Linked DNA regions of Drosophila melanogaster: region 1 is linked to region 2. The links are chromatin contacts, called in public Hi-C maps. All regions are on one chromosome and are shown on one strand. The core of a region is the stretch at or near the end of the contact, and the rest is flanking DNA. Distances in the headings are between cores, read along the strand shown.

What was found. A called contact is a pair of places that touch in the nucleus more often than the background predicts.
Region 1: a Hi-C map of the Kc167 cell line shows a contact between it and region 2, with 2.0 times the contacts expected there. A contact is called at or near these places in 1 of 107 Hi-C or Micro-C datasets (the Kc167 cell line) and 1 of 7 datasets of targeted methods (the Kc167 cell line).

What each region holds. Positions count from the first base shown.
Region 1 is chr3R:4,962,241-4,967,222 of dm6, forward strand. It overlaps Jhbp1 (Juvenile hormone binding protein 1), which reads left to right and starts at 3,205. Exons shown (of 4, transcript NM_141252.3): 1 at 3,205-3,407; 2 at 4,889-4,982. The coding sequence starts at 3,344.
Region 2 is chr3R:4,712,205-4,717,854 of dm6, forward strand. It overlaps eIF3f1 (eukaryotic translation initiation factor 3 subunit f1), which reads right to left and starts at 1,978. Exons shown (of 1, transcript NM_141232.3): 1 at 678-1,978. The coding sequence starts at 1,881. The coding sequence ends at 1,039.

The DNA of each region.
Region 1 (4,982 bases), core at 1,955-4,454, 250 kb after region 2:
GGTTATTGACCATTGTCTGTTTTGCATTTAAATTGTAAACTGGAGGTGGAAGGGCCTCGTGATTCGTGCGGGAGTGCTCCAAATTACGAGAACAAATAAGAAGTTAAATATATAACTAATTTGTCTAAACATAGTTTTATATTGACTTATACACTTGACTTTTTAGTGTCCACTTAAAAATCATATACGATTATAGTTTAATGAAATGCCGAACGCTTACGCACAAATCATATCTTATGCGTTTAACTAGCGCTTAACTAACTAACTAACATGTAGATAATTACTTACTCTAAGAGTAGAAGACACGAAATATTACATTCTGCGCCTAATTGAGTATATGTTTTGCTTACCATCGGACAAAGTAAATAATATTATTTTATAATAAACTTTAAAGAAGTATCAGTGGCTTTTTTAACATTCTTATGTTGCCACACTGAAATTAAAATTTGTTTTTTCCATTTATATTTATTTTTGATCAAAGAAAATGGAATGAAAAATAAGACCAATAATGAATGAGTCAAGCACAGAGTGGCCATGAATATGTACAGTGGTGGCAGTATGCCAACTTCGTGCGCCCTTCACTGTAGGGGCGGCGCCTAAAAGTATGCAGTGCGAAATGAATTGCTTGAAAGAATATGAATTGGTCTTACAATTACACATTTACACTAGTTAGTTTGTGTATAAAAAGTCAGTACGTTAAAATATAGACCACATTCTTAGAGCCCACTACAGTTTAGCATGCAGTTTCACACTACTGTTTCACATGCTTAAATTTCTAGAGCACTTGTCTTTATATACTGTTAGTCATAGTAAGTGCCATATCAAATTGTGGTGATTTCAAGATTATTAACTATAGGCACTTTACATTACAAACAATAATAATATTCTAGATGACTTTTTACTTTACATACATAATACTTTTTACATAAATATAATATTTTTCTTCTTTATTTTACAGATATTCTATATTTTACAGATAAAATAGCAAATAACTTAGATTTGTTGTCTAGGGCAAAGTGATAGAATGTGCCCTGCGAACTTTGTTACTAAAATTGTCAGGCCAACTATTGCTCAATTCTGATGCTGTGATAATACTAACAATAATAACAATATAGCAGCGAATCAGTTTATAAATATGCCCAAAAAATTTAGCTCAAGAAAGCAGGGTAGATGCAGAACAGCAGTCCCTACCAGTTTGTCAGCTCCACTGGGCTGCGTGTGGAGATTCGCAGCCAAGGTCAAGGTGGATTGATGACTGGGTCAACGTCAACGTTAACCAAAAACCACTCGACTGTGAATGCAGTCGTCCCTTTGCGCTGCTCGGTCGGTTGAATGACACATTTCTGGGTCACAAGGAAGCTGAGGAGCAAGCGAATCTTAATCAAGTGCGAATTGAAAGTGGTTCCGAGTGGAGTCTGGAAGTGTCTGGGATAACTGGTTTGCTGGTGGATTGCGTTGATCTAAGTTCCTGCAAAGTGTGTTTACTATTAATGAGTGGAATTTGCCATAGGTTTTGGTTTTTGACATCTTCTGAGCTCACCCCAACACCTTTCCATATATGCTTAGTCACTTGGATAATTAAGGCATTCGTATGGCCAAGCGAAATACTTAGTGAGGTGGAAATCGCTGAGAACAACAATTCGGAAATAAAACAATAAGACTTTGAATGTATTCTGCTTCCTCCTCTTCGCATTTCACTAAGCGCTGTCATTATTCGCAGCCGTCTTTTGTGAAGACACATTTACACATTGAGATGTATTTATAACCACCTCTACCCGCATTCAGAGCTACATAGACGTGACAACGGGCTTTAGAATCGGCGCAGAGGCCTTTGTATGACAAATAAGACTTCCCATCGAGTTCCCCGATACTTCCCCATTACTCTATTTGTTTGTGTTCAGGGCCATTGTAAACAGTTTAAGAGTTCAGTATGTTCCGATCGCAGGGCAAAGTATGGTGCCATAGTTCTCCGCAAACCTAAGTACCTGGCACACAGAGAAAAAATATGGATGAGTATGATTAGTAAGCTGGTTGCCAACTGTCTGGCTTGTTAACAAATCCCAGTAGGTTGCTCTTCCTGGTGAACTTTCATTTAGAACTCAGTGGATCTATGTTGGAACCCGTTCAGTTGAGTAGCCCATAAATAATTCATATTAGGCGCGAGGAAAGTGATTCGATGAACAACAGGTAATAGTATTTTTAGTTCTCCATCTGAACTGTGCATTTAAATCCACTGCTTATAAGCAAACATTCTACAAGTCTAGGGGAACATTGCAAGCTTAGTCAGTGGGTAGTTGGCTGGGGGGAGGTAAACAACCAATCACTTGGGCTGTGAGTTCAATTTACACACTGAATGATATTAGTCGGCAAACATGAAAGAATGGATAAGAATTCTATAATTAAGAGCTCTGGCTAAAAGAAGTCCGAGTATTGGACATTTTTCTCCCTGATATAGATTTCAAATTGAGGGGTATTACGCTGAACAGGGTATTCCAAGAGTCAGGGCTATCTAATTTCTGTTCTCGCCGTATAAGCACACAACTATTATCTCACTCTAATGGACAATTAAAGCGCCACACACATTTTTAATTAGCGACGGAGACATTTTCACGAAAACAGGTAAACGCGGCTCGCCTCGTTACGGTTTTAAGAAGACTCGAATTCAATGTATCCCAAGGTTATTGGAATAAAAGGAAGCGACTCGCTTGATGCGTTTTATGGCTTAAAAGATAAATAGGTTTGCTCCGCGAATATTTCATTTCGAATGGGTTCTGCTCACGAGCAATTAGAAGTTATCCATTTCTTTCGCAAGCCGCGATCAGGGTTCGCACGGCCGAAGGTTGACCAAATGTGCAGTTTATCTGCACCTCTGCAGGCAGGCGGTTGCGAAAATAGAGTTGCCTAATTGCTTTTATGCCACTCGACAAGTGGGCAAACAAACCAAAATCTTGCACAGAAGCCAAGAAGACAGCTTTACATTCGGTCAGTCAGTCAGTCAGTAGCCCATGCAGATTCCAACTCTATATATACATATCTATATACATATATAGATATATATGTATCTGCCCAGATCGGCAGACTCTAAGTTCTCTGCCGACGTCGACGGCGGGATGGAGATCGGCTTGGTTTGCATCTCGTTTCTGCGATCTGCCATCTGCGATCAGCAGCTTTGGGGCTTTAAAATCGGCTATCGACCGGCAAGCAGCTCGCAGTTTAAGTTCTCAGCTTCGCATCGACGGACGTTCGAGCACTCCACCCGCAGAAAGTTGATAGCTTCAGATTCCGACTTCGTTGCGTGCTGCTGCAGATTGAGATTCATATCCGGAAGTTGTTCTTGAGTGAAATGAATAAAGCGGTGTGCCTAGTAATCGTGATCCAAGCATTGCGGATGGTGCAGGCCGAGACCCGTAAGTTGTCTCTCTTAAGCGGTCGGTGGTGGTGAAGAAAATGATTAGTGAAAAGATTAGTACTGCCAATTAGAATCCGCTGAATAATAGTGCTGCCATGATTGGCCTGTTAATGGAAGGAGACTTTGATCTATTGTTATTAGCTTGAAGATGAATGACTAATAGTCTGAACTAACGAAGTGCAGTAAATACAACAAATTACTGAGCCAGATGATTACAAATTGTTTTGGGAGAATATTTAAAAATGCAAATTGTTGTTGGTGACCTGAAAAACGTAGCTTTTCGGCGTAGTTCGGCGACCCATGGCTCATTGAATAAGCCTCAGATTTTTTACAAATTCTCTGGTTCGATTTGTGTCTTTATATTAACAAGAGTCTCTACTTAAATATACACAGGCGTATATTACTTACCTAATTTATTGCGTATTAAACTGATCGCCAGGATTTTTGTCGAACTCATAAATTGCCAAGAGGGCTTAGTTGTGGGCGCATTCTACTCGTATAAAGTGGAATTAGCACTTTCGTTCGCTTCTCACACTTGCTGTGGAGCGTTTGCGAAATGCCATCACATCTTTTGGAATATGTCAAATGTCAAGTTTACAGCCTTTTCTCTCTTTCTCTCTCCTCCCCCCCCCCCCTCCACCAAAGCACTCGACGGGATGTTAATTGCGTGAGGCGACATGGTTTTGTTAGGCAAATGCAAGAAACAAAACAAAAGGGGGACAAACGGCCGGCATTTCAGCCGATGAGTTTTAGCCGAAGTTTGCTTCCGCATCGCACTCGAAACACGCTGAGCTCACAAATGTAAGCGCTCAAAATGCGGACTGTGAACCAAATCCATACTTAATTAACGACTCGCCGTGGCCGTTGGTCAGCCTTCAACTTGAAATCTTAATCGCTGCCGCTGCAGCTCGCCTTGCCATCGAATGGCGCTAATGAAACTGCCCAGGCACCAAGTCCGCGTTAATGATAAACCAGCTATACATAAATAATAGTCGCTCTGGCCGCGAATGTGTGTCATGTGCCACAGAATTGCGGCCACAACAGGTTCTAGACGTGCACTCCGTGGCAGCCTTGCCATCGAAACTAAGCCGACTCGAGATCTTGATTTTGATCTCGATCGGATTTGGAGGTCACTGCGGCATCGCGATTGCACTGAGCAGAGTCTCTGCAGAGTCGATGAACTTTACAGGAATTGAATCGGCGGATGGTGTTGATCTTCCGTTTTGTTGGCAATTCTGAGTGTTTTCTTCCGGCTGCGCTGAAAAACATTAACAAATCAATGAATATTTGATATTTTTTTATTTGTTTTTATCACCTCCTACCATCTTGTTTGCTAATTTCCAGATTGCTAAAGCCGTGAGAACTAGCAAACCAAATCTATTTGTTTGTTTTTTGGACTCATAAATTAGAACTTTTAGGGGTGACGACTTATGCCCTATGATTATAACCAACTACAAATTTTCGCATTATTTTTTACAGCGCCCTATATTAAACAATGTCATAGGAACGACCCGAAATTGGTGGACTGCTTTATCGGAGCTATTGAACACCTAAAGCCATATTTGGCCAATGG
Region 2 (5,650 bases), core at 728-3,227:
TTTTGGGAGGAACCAGTATCTGCTAATGTAACACTGTAACTAATGTTATTGATTTAAAAAAAAAACTTCCGCATTCTGAGATTTAAATTTCGCCCAAAAGTATGCATTACGAATATATTTAAATTGGCCACACAAACTTTCATATGAAAAGTTTTTTTTTTAATTAATTTATATATTAAGGCATACGGGGAAATCTTGGAGCCCCTTTGTGTCCTTCTTTCATATGAAAAGTGTGTTTTTTTATGCTCTTTAGAGTACCTTTTATTCTTCACCAGGATCAAGAATCAGCGCAGTCGATCTGGCCATGTTTGTCCGCATGAACGTCAAGATCTCATGAACTATAAATGCTAGAAGATTAAGGATGCAGATTGCACAGAAAAGTGTAGGCGTAGCTCAAGTTTATCCTGGTGCTACCAAACAATTGAAAGTTAAGTAACGCATATGATGCAACGAGGTGCTGGTTATAAAATGTAAGAAACTAGTTTTTAATAGAATGTGTTGTCATATTTCGTCACAAAATTTGATATTATAACTTTTGTGTGCCGAAGGTACGATCATCAAAGTTTGATATTAAAGAATATAAATATTACTATTCTTACAATAAACCCAGCACCGATGCGACTCCCTGAAACCCTATAGAATAGTGAAGCTCACCAAAGACTGAAACACAACATTTTGTTTTAGCAGTTGGGTGCTAAATTTTCAGTTGCACATGCATTTATTTTGTTCCTGGTGATGAATACTGTTGTGTTTAAGAGTCTTCAGTAGATTCGAATGCTCCTACAAACGCCACATGGTCGTTTAGTGTAGGTGTCACAGGATTCATGCTGATTCTTCAATTGAGTTATAAAAAAGATAATCCCATATATATTTTCTTTAGTATGGAATGTCATTCTGACCAGAGTAATCGATACAAGTTTTGGTTTTTTTTTTTGGCGATCAGAGCACTTTATTACGTAGACCCCCATTGATAAAAAACACAATCAGTTTACAATGCCACCCTTAGTAGATATTACCACTTCAACAAACGCCGTCGTTCTAGGCGGTGGGCAGGAAGGTGAGCTTTTCGTTAAGCTGCAGCTGGGTTTTGATGAGCTGGGAGAGCGTGATGACCAGCAGAAGGTTGCGTACGTTGGCGTTGAACATCTGAGTGAACTGCTCGTGGGTCATGTGCGGCACGGAGTGGATAAGGTCTAGCAGCTGGCGTCCGACGGCGTTGTCGGGGGTTACCTTGTGAGCGATCACGTCGTCAACGTACTTGAGAATAAGATCCAGCAGGGACTGCAGCTTCGTGGAGGCCTCCGAGATTTGGGCCAGGTCCAGCATTGGCGGAACGGTCTTGGGACGGTGAGCGGGCGAAACGCCTACGGTCTTCTGAAGCAGCTTGAGCCCAAATGTCTCCGGCTCGTAGCTGGTCAGCTCGACAGGAATGGGCGTGAACATGCAGCCGCTCTTGCCGCCGGGAACTCCTAGTTGAATGCAGACATAAGCACGCAGACCCATACGTCCGCCCTGCAGCGAAGTGTCCACGGTGAGGTGAACCGGGTTGTTGCATTCGCGGGCGTAATACTCGTGGATCACCGAGCTGTGGTTGGTAACGTCGTTGCCGGTGGCCCACCAGCCTACCACGCTCTCGTTGGAGTTCACCTTGCGGTTGAGGTCGTACATGTCCAGGGCGTAGCTCAGCTCTGCCTCCACCTGGTCATCGTGCTCCTTGTGCGGCACACAGAAACAGTTGGTAACCTCCACCACACCTTTGTCCACAGAGCCGAGCAGGGTGCCGATGACGCGGTGCGAGTCCGCGTTCCGCCGCTCGAAGGCGTCCACCACCTGGAAAAGCACCACCGGGTGCACGCGCACGGTCAGATTGAGAGCCGACATGGTAATTTTCGGTGGCCAAGATTTGCAAGGAAAATTTCCGCAATAATTTCTATTCAGCCACGCTGCGCGTATGTTTTAGGGATGCAAGAAAAGGGCCTATCGATAGTGCGGGTGGGGGTTGATGGCTTTTGGAGCTATCGGTGCGGTCGTGCGTGGCCTATCGTTTTATCGATGTAAAACCGGTGGCTAGCGTTAGTTAATCAAATACTATTCAAATTTGAATATGTCGGAGATGCCAAGCGCGACTTTTCATTTACTTCAGCGTCCATATTGTCCAGCACATCAAGTCGCCTGCGTGTTGTTTCTTCTGTCGTTCTAAGCAGACTAATTTACTCAAGCGTCGCCTTCGCGATGCTTTTCTTCTATTCCTCACCTTCACTCAATTATTTCATCCTTACTTCGTTTCCAGAAACTATACAACAACAACAACAGCCACACAAATGATGCCCACTCAATAACGGAACGCTTTCCGTGAATTTCATTGCTCGCTGCTCATTCTTAACATAACGGATCAATAACAAAATGTCGGTTACATTCTACTACTCAATCTTGCTTGTGAAATTTTGCTGATCAAACGTGCTTAAAGCGAATTATTAAATTTAATAAAATGCCTGGAAAGAGATAAACTTTGAAGTTACCCAATTAATAAACTATAACCACCAGTTGGGAAAATCTTTTCCAGAATAAGTATAAATGTTTTCTGTATCCCGTAAGACCGTCTACTATTTTTTAAAAGGCTCGGAAAAAGAGGACAGGCTTGAACCTAAGAGTGGTGGTGGGCGGAAAATTAAAATTAAAAAGCGTGTAGACCGCTTTATTATGCGAATAGAGATTGCGAACCCCCGGTCAGATCACTTGCTCTGGATATCAGGCAAGAGTGTCACCTAACTGTGTCACACGAAACTGTGCGCCAAGTCATCCTACGCCATAGATACTCTTCAAGAGTTGCGAGGAAAAATCCTTTGCTATCAGATGCCAATATGGAAAAGCGTCATTAATTCGCTGTGAACAAGGTGGATCATCCAGAAGAGTACTGGGATGACGTCATATTTGGTGACGAAACAAAAATTATGCTCTTTTATAACGACGGGCCAAGCAGAGTATGGCGCAAACCGCTGAGTGCGCTAGAAAAACAAAATATCATTCCAACGATAAAATTTGGAAAAATGTCACTGATGGTTTGTGGCTGTATCACCAGCCATGGAGTGGGAAAACTAGCCTTAATTTAGAGCACAATAAATGCCGTGCAATATCTAGGAATCTTAAAAAACAAATTTGAAGGCCGGTGCAGAAAAATTTGGTCTAGTTAGCAACAACAAGCCAAATTTTATATTTTAAGAGGACATGATCAGAAACATAAAGAGTGCAATGTACGCACCTGGCGCCCTTATAACTGTGGTAAAGTGATCGATACGCCCCCTCAGAGTCCTGATCTGAACCCCATTTAAAATTTGTGGACCTACTTAAAGAAGAAGGTGGCAAAAAGGGACCTAAAACACGACAACAGCTTATGACTGTAATAGTCGAAGAGTGTGAAAAGATCCCGTTTGAATATGACCTGCAAAAACTTGTCCATTCCATGAAAAAAGGGCTTCAACTTGTAGCTAAAGCCAATGGGGAACATACTACATACCAAAACTTTTAAAATTTTAATAAAATAATTTAAAAATTTAGGATTAAACATCGATTTAGTGTTTTGTGTAAAGAGTTTCTTGACAGTCTCAAAAGTGTTTAAACTTGGAATTTGTTGTTTTTTTTCTTGTATATTTAATATTTTTAATTTGTTTTTTGATTTATAAGTAAAATAAATATTGTTTAATTATATTTTATAAAAAAAATGCGTTTAATTAAGCAAAAAACCTTTAATTTTTAGCTTTAAAGTCAAAAATTCAACTTATTTCACAGTGTGTAAACAGTTTCTTGACAAACTGTATCAATTTTAAGAGGAAGGTCCCGCTTGCCCTTCACTGAACGAAGGCTGGTTGGGAGAGTTTTAAAAATTCTAATATGTAATATGTAAAGCCCCTAAGGGAGCTAAAAAACATAACTCTTTTCGACTGCCCATTCACTGTGAGTTCCATTCACGGGTGCTTAATGCACATATTTGGCCCAACGGCCCCATTCTTTTTACTTGATACCATCAGTACGTTTGATGCCATAATAGGTTTGTACTTGCTATCGCAGGTCGGAGCAGCATTAGATTTACACAACAACGATGTGAACTTCACAAATATTAATGACGTAGAAGTCCCAAGTTCGGTGTAAGCTGAATTCAATAAAATGATCCTTGAGAGGAAACAAGTGTTTTCGCACTCTAACGAGGCGCTTCCATTTAACACCTCGATCATTGTCACAATTCGTACGAAGACTAACGAACCCGTACATTCCAAGCTATATCCTTACACCATGGAAGCAGAGGAGCAAGGAACTGATGCCGACGGAAACAGAAAATAACGACTGGTGATTTCAGAAAACTGAATGAACGAACCATCACCGATCGGTATTCCTATAATTTTAGCGAACTTAGGAAAGACAATATTTTTTACTACCCTAGATTTAAAATCGGGGTACCACCAGATTTATCTGGCCAGAAAAGATTCCGAATAAGCTGCCTTTTCCATAAACGGATAGACGATGTAATAATTTTCTTTGCTGCTGACCACGTCTTACACTTTGACAGCACTTAAATGTCTGTGCCAAGCCAACATGAGAGTGGCACCCGAACAAACCAAATTCTTCAAAGGAAGTGTTGAATTTTTGTGTTTTATTGTTCCATCAAACTGAACCAAAACAGACCCGGAAAATGTAAAAACCTTTCAAGAGTACACTGAACCATAATTTTGTTCAGGTCCTTTTTTGGACTGGCCAATTATTACAGAAGTTTTTTTAAAGAAGAGCGGAAGATGCGATACCAACATATCCAGATGCTTCAGCAAGCGGTATCGCTGCGGTACTGTCCCAAGGCCAAAAGGGACGACCAATCTCTATCATATCTCGCGCATTAAAAGACTGCGTGGTTAATAACGCAACAGACGAAAGGGAGTAGCAATCGTCTGGGCTATTACCTATACGGCACCATAGAGATCCGGATTTTTACGGACCATCAGCCTCTCACCTTCGATGTACCCGAGAGGAACAGAAATGCAAAAATAAGAAACGATGGAAAGGAAGAACACAGCCCCAAAGTGTTCTATAAGCCTGGAAAAAAAAATGTAGCCGACGCTTTGGCCCGACAGAAAATTAATTTCTTGGAAAACAAACCCCATTCTGACCCGGGCACTGTGCACAGTAAACTGTCGTCGACCTACACGTTCGAAACTACCGATAAATCATTGAACTATTACAGAAATCAAATAATCCTGGAAGACTCAAGCCAGCTTTTGACACCAAAAACCGACCCATTATCCAATTTCAAAATAAAGACTCTCTTTTCGGACTGATTAAATAAGTTGTAAATCCCCACAGTAGCAAGCATCCAGCATGCCTTAGTGACGGAATTCCCAGCAACCAAATTTTGACATTGCAAAAACTTCGTCAAACTCGCCAACGAAGAAGTTTTAAACTGCAAGACACGCACTAAAGCTAAGTACAACAGGCACCCCAAGAACAGGAATTGGGTGTGACAATAATCCCCTCATATGCGGGCGAAATGCTGCATACTCCGCGGATAAGAAATGATTTTTAATCAGTGATCAGTGGTGGCGACAAGCCCTTATGGTAGATCACTATGAAAGCTCCCCAAAGGCGAGCTTTTGGAAGCTTGCGCTCA